2 separate regions of the Triticum aestivum genome follow, and region 1 is linked to region 2. A link is a contact called in public Hi-C data. All regions are on one chromosome and are shown on one strand. Each heading gives the region's core, a stretch centred on a gene start, on an enhancer-like site or on the middle of the called end of the contact. The rest is flanking DNA. Distances are from core to core; before and after follow the strand shown. Region 1 holds the start of LOC123097637 (inactive glucose-6-phosphate 1-dehydrogenase 4, chloroplastic). Region 2 has its middle 6.7 kb from the start of LOC123097634.

What was found. Hi-C and Micro-C count contacts between places; a contact is called where the count stands out from the background.
Region 1: a contact with region 2 is called in a Hi-C map of leaf, with 4 times the contacts expected there. The contact joins the promoter of LOC123097637 here to the enhancer-like site in region 2. A contact is called at or near these places in 2 of 5 Hi-C or Micro-C datasets (both in leaf).

What each region holds. Positions count from the first base shown.
Region 1 is chr4D:314,264,348-314,267,047 of IWGSC CS RefSeq v2.1, forward strand. LOC123097637 (inactive glucose-6-phosphate 1-dehydrogenase 4, chloroplastic) reads left to right here and starts at 1,266. Exons shown (of 12, transcript XM_044519426.1): 1 at 1,266-1,568; 2 at 1,992-2,187; 3 at 2,468-2,700. The coding sequence starts at 1,491.
Region 2 is chr4D:314,079,845-314,082,544 of IWGSC CS RefSeq v2.1, forward strand. No RefSeq gene overlaps it. Among protein-coding and RNA genes, the nearest start is that of LOC123097634, 6.7 kb to the left of the region's middle. Within about 2 kb of position 1,402, at least 3 of the 8 cell types and tissues checked have an H3K27ac peak or open chromatin away from gene starts, as enhancers often do. A contact at or near this core is called in leaf, where this site is marked.

The DNA of each region.
Region 1 (2,700 bases), core at 16-2,515, 180 kb after region 2:
TAACAGTCTACTCTCTCTGCATGGGCATAGTTTGCAAATCTGAGTTTGTTTTTGCGGGCTCCAAACCTGAGTTATGAGTGTAATTTTTGTATACTACTTTTGCACAACAACCGCTTCCCAATTTACATTTGGAATTTTGTCAATGATTGGATACACCTCGAAAACATTGATACCATCTTGTGGCACTCCAAAAATTACGTTAAAAATTGGTGGATCAATTTATCATATGCCAACACCCCTCATAGGAAAGTCATGGTCTCTCTCTCAAACAAGAGAAATGCCCATGTCTTCTGTCACAAGATCGTTCCACATCCAATCCTTCTAAGCTTAATTAAAGAGGAGGCCGTGCTTTGGGCCAAAGCGGGTGCTAAAAAGTTAGAAAAAATAATATTAAGAGAGTAACACTTTTGGTTGTAGGGTATCTTTGTAACAATAAACTTCTTAATTAATAGACGAGGCAAAGCTCACGCCTTTGTTTAAAGAAAAACAATAACAATAGCGACGATGACAATAATATTTCTCATACAAATTCAGTAGTACCAATTTGTGTTTGTCATAACCAAGAACTTGGATAGTGAAACTGCATCCCATGCTTCGAAACGGCAAAGCGGTAGCTGATAGCGAAAAAGTTTAGCTCCCAGGAGCACGCGTCCTTTTTTTGCGATGAAAAAGGAGATGCATCCACACAGCCGCGGTACACTCTACGCGACTATAATTTGCTAAGCGGTCAGCGACTCTATTTTGATCCTTATTTAATTTCTGGGGAATAAACCCCCCATCCCTCATCAATGCCTTAATTTCAGCTACGAGATGTCCATAGGCAGAACGAATCAATCCATCTCCTGTCAAACTCGATAACGCCACACTAGAATCAGATTAAACAATCACCGAAAAATTGGAGTGTTGTATAGCAAATGCCATCCCTTGCATAAGCGCATGTATCTCCACTTCCAATGCATCATTGCAATTGAAAATATATCAGTATGCTGCAAAAATAACTGATCCATCATGTCGCTGGAGAATCAACCCTACGGCTGCGGCGCCATAATCAACTGAAAAAGATCCATCAACTGATAGAGCAACGGAGTCTGTAGTAGGAGGTGGCCAATGCTTAGGAGCAGGATTAATTCTCGCTTGGGGCAAAGCCCAATCAGCAACCGGCATTTACACATGAGCAACGTTATTTTTAGACTTGCTGCTCTGTACGTATTTCGCAAAGCAAGGAGTACTTTGTCACTTTCCTAGGGCTTTTTTGGCTGTACTGCGAAATGTCCATCCCAACGGGGGCGGCTACAGAGCGTCGCTATCCACTCCCTCGTGATAACTGAGACCGACGACACGTACAGCTAGCTACTGTCGCGTGGCTGTCTATCACTATCAGATCAGCCGGGGCCTGACAGTGACACGATCCTGGCACCGGCCACCGCCGTGAGACTAAAAAGAAGCGGGGCGGGATACGGCGGACCGAGAAAGAAGCGCCAACGCCGAGCATGGCTACCACGGTCCTCGCCGTGACGGCTTCAGCAGCTCCAGCGCCGCCTTCGTTGGGGGCTGCGCGCTTCAGCCCGGTGAGTACTCCAGCCGAGCTCCTGTGGTTGGTGGCCGTCGTGCCTTTCGGCCTCCTTCCACCCTTGTGGCGCGCTTGACCTGCTTGATAAAATGCCTTTACCAAGTTGCTATGGTTATGGTGCTATGCTGGATTCTGTGACGATGGATGCGTCATGCGTCATTCCTACGGGCCAAGAGGGGTGGATGGAAGGGCAAGTGCTCCTGTCTCCTATCAGGATATTCGATGAAATGCGTGTGTGAGCACGTGATTCTTGTGGCTCGTTCTGGCGCCTGAGGCTGACGGAATGCTGAGGCCCATATTGCCTACAGATGATGCTTGCGTTCTATTTGTTCTGCATCTGGTTTAGTTACTGTCAGATGTACTAGTAGACATGGACACATTCAAGTGCTGATCAACTGCTGTTTGATGCTTCTGCGCGTAGGTTGCAGGACCTGCTGTCACTCTTAGAACGCAATGTTGGATTGCTGCCAAGATGAAGCTCCACAAGGCCCTGAGGAGGCATGGATCGCAAGTTCAGAGAAAGCTGGAAATTCAAGGGGTTGGTAAAATTCCTGACTGCTTCAAGGTTGCATCGCTGACTGGAAGGATAACTCGTCGGAATGTACAGCTTGCTGATGGTTGGTATTCGGAAACCACTTGCTATTTGCTACTTCAAGTATATCTATCAAAATTATGGGATTCCTGGCTTATCATTCCCGCAGTTTTACATGTGCATGGCACTAGTTTGCTTCATGCCTTTGAAAGTTATGTTCAGTTTGCATTATTTGTGAAATATGCTAGTCCCCAGATTTCACCATACTATCTTACTACTGTCATCACAAATTTCTCCGTGGTTATTTGCTTGCATCCAGATGCTTTCACACACACTGACACACATTATTTCTTCCTTTTATGTAGAAACTGGAGGTGAAACAGCAAATACAAGCTCTGTTATGTCAGATAACTCGATCGATGACAAAAGTTCAATGCATCTGGGACTCAACCACTCTGAAGCTGATCGTCCTGTACTAGAGGAAGGCGTTGTTCTGTTTGATAACTTTGATGACCAACCTGAAAGTATACCATCTCTTTGCATTGCTGTCATTGGAGCTACTGGCGAACTGGCAAGAAGTAAAGTCTTCCCAGCACTA
Region 2 (2,700 bases), core at 152-2,651:
CCCCGCCTCACCTAAAAAACCACTAGGAATGTATTTTGAGTGAAACCTAGTAACAAAACAAATTCAAATGATAAGTGTCACACGTGTGGCACGAAGCACTCCGGTCCTGATGTTTTCTATAACTAAAGTTGTCATTCGAAAAGAAAAAGTAAACCTAAAAGATCCTGAAATTTGTCATCCGAAAGAAAAGTTGCCATGCTTGACAATTAAGTTGTCATCCTCGTGTCATTAAACTTGCCATAAAAAACCTTGAGAGTTGGTATGTGTTTGTGCCACACATGTGACATTTATCATGATCCAAAGCAAAAGAGAGTAGCTTGATTCCAAACATATACGAGCATAGATGAAAGGTGATGCTGCCATGACGGTGGGAGAAGATCTCGAACAACAAGGGCAAAAGACAAGTAAACGAAAATATGTACTAAGCTCTCGTATCAACATGACATTACCATCTCCAGTACAAGTCGATCGAAAATCGAAGAAACATGAAGCATGACTGTAGACAGCAAATTCACACGGCATGCCGAACCGTCGACCGCCACGAGGTGACCGATCTCCGATCCTACCAGTAGTCTTGGCCGTAAAGCAGGCCGGCGCCTCCCGTTTGATCATACATGCTCTGGAACGGCGGAGGCATGGCTCCGGCGCCGGTCGCGTAGTCCGCCGTGGACGCCATCGCCGGAGGCAAAGCCCGGGCGCCCGCAGCGGCCGTAGCCCCCGCCGTCGGAGAGGCGCGCCCGAACGAGGAGTAGGAGGATGAGGACGACGACGAGTAGTAGGACGAGACGCCCGGGGCGTCGTGGTCGGCCACGTTGGAGTCGCGGCCCGTGAGCTCCTGCACGACGGCGCGGAACTCCTCGGCGCTGGCGGTGAGCATCATGGGGCTGGAGATGTAGACGACCTTGATCCCCTTGCCGCCACCCTTGCCCTTCCCGCCGCCCTTGCCGTGGTGGTGCACCGGCGGCTTGGAGATGCCGTTGTGCTGCCCGTGGTGCACGCTCAGCTTGTCCATCCCCACAATCTCGATCGAATACGTACAGCAGCAATGGGACGAAGCCAAGGAGAGCGCGCGCCTCGCTGCGATGAAGTTGAAGCGGACAGAGCGATCAACCAGCTGAGCCAAGTTGGTTAAGCTAAGCTGCTTTGGGATGAGGAGGTGATGGGGGGGTTTTGTTGGCGGGGCCTTATATAGGGTTGCGCGGCCGCAAGATTACAAGGTCCGGTCAGGGAGACGATCTTTGTTTCAAGATATCACCACTGCGCTTCTGTGGCTGTGGATTGGCCCCTGCAGGTTCCCGGAATCCGCCGGATAATAATTTTGTTGCGGGCTCCGGCCGGAGCGAATTGTGGCACATGGGGCTTTGATTGAGCTTGGGGTCACACCACACCGGTATCTCCCGCAGCACCGCACGGTCATAGGGCGTGACGGTTTCGTGCGCATCGTACCGTTGCTTGGGAAAGTTGGTGAGTGGGTTGATTGGACGACCGGCGCGGGATAATTTTGAGAGAGAGAGGTGAAGGTTCCTGGAAAAGCAGGGCGCTGGAGTTATTGATCTTGGTCGACATGGACGTGGACGTCTGGTTACTTTTGTGCGCGTGACCGTTTGTTCACTTGTGCCTAGGCTTGTACTGCTAGTGTAATTATTTTTTTGAGGGGTACTGCTAGTGTATCTGAAAGGGGGTGCAGGCGTGTGGTGCGTACATGTCGCCTTTCAGTTCAAACCCTACAACATCTCGGTGGTCTTCCTGTTCCAGTCCACGTACGGCTTCACCGAGAAAATCTGCGTTTGGCGCCGTGGCGATCGGCATCGATCGAGATGTCTCTTTGTTTCTCTGTGTGTACCACATGCACGTGCATCCGTGGTGTGAATTTTCCCGTGGTAGGAAAGTGCCTGCTTCCAGACCAAGGGGATACACGTGTGAATTTTCTCACTGCCAGTTTTAATTGATCGATCTGAGGTTGTGTTAGGATGGCAGCTACAGTAGTGTACAAGACAATGTTTAGGCCATGCAACACAATTGCATCGGTGCACTGGACACGTATATATGATGTACAAGATGAGTGCCACAACCTCAACTATACAAGAGAATTAGGAGGTGGGCCCAAGACACAATATACACCTCCACCCCGCGCAGTCGAAGCATCGCCAAAGACACAGAGACTGGAACGAAACTCCTCGAAGGTGGAAGTTGGCAGACCCTTAGTCATCACATCGGCGACTATTGTGCGGTCGGAACATGGAGAACCCGAATGCGTCCAAGGGCTACCTGTTCACGCACAAAGCGAATGTCCAGCTCGATGTGCTTGGTCCGGCGATGATGAACGGGATTGGTGGAAAGATACACCGCAGAGACGTTGTCGCAGTAGACAACCGTGGCCTGGGAGACATCATGATGCAACTCCTGAAGTAGCTGCCGTAGCCAGGTGCACTCGGCGACTGCGTTAGCCACTGCTCGGTACTCGGCCTCCGCGCTGGAGCGCGGAACTATGGTTGTCGCTTGGGCGACCACGAGACGAGGGAGGGACCGAGGTAGACGCAGTAGCCAGAAGTGGAGCGACGTGTGCCAGGGCAGCCAACCCAATTAGCATCGGAATAAGCCACCATATCCATAGAGGTGGACGCCGTGAGAGTGAGTCCAAGAGACATCGTGACATGGATATATCGGAGAATCCGTTTCACGAGTGTCCAATGGGAGTCA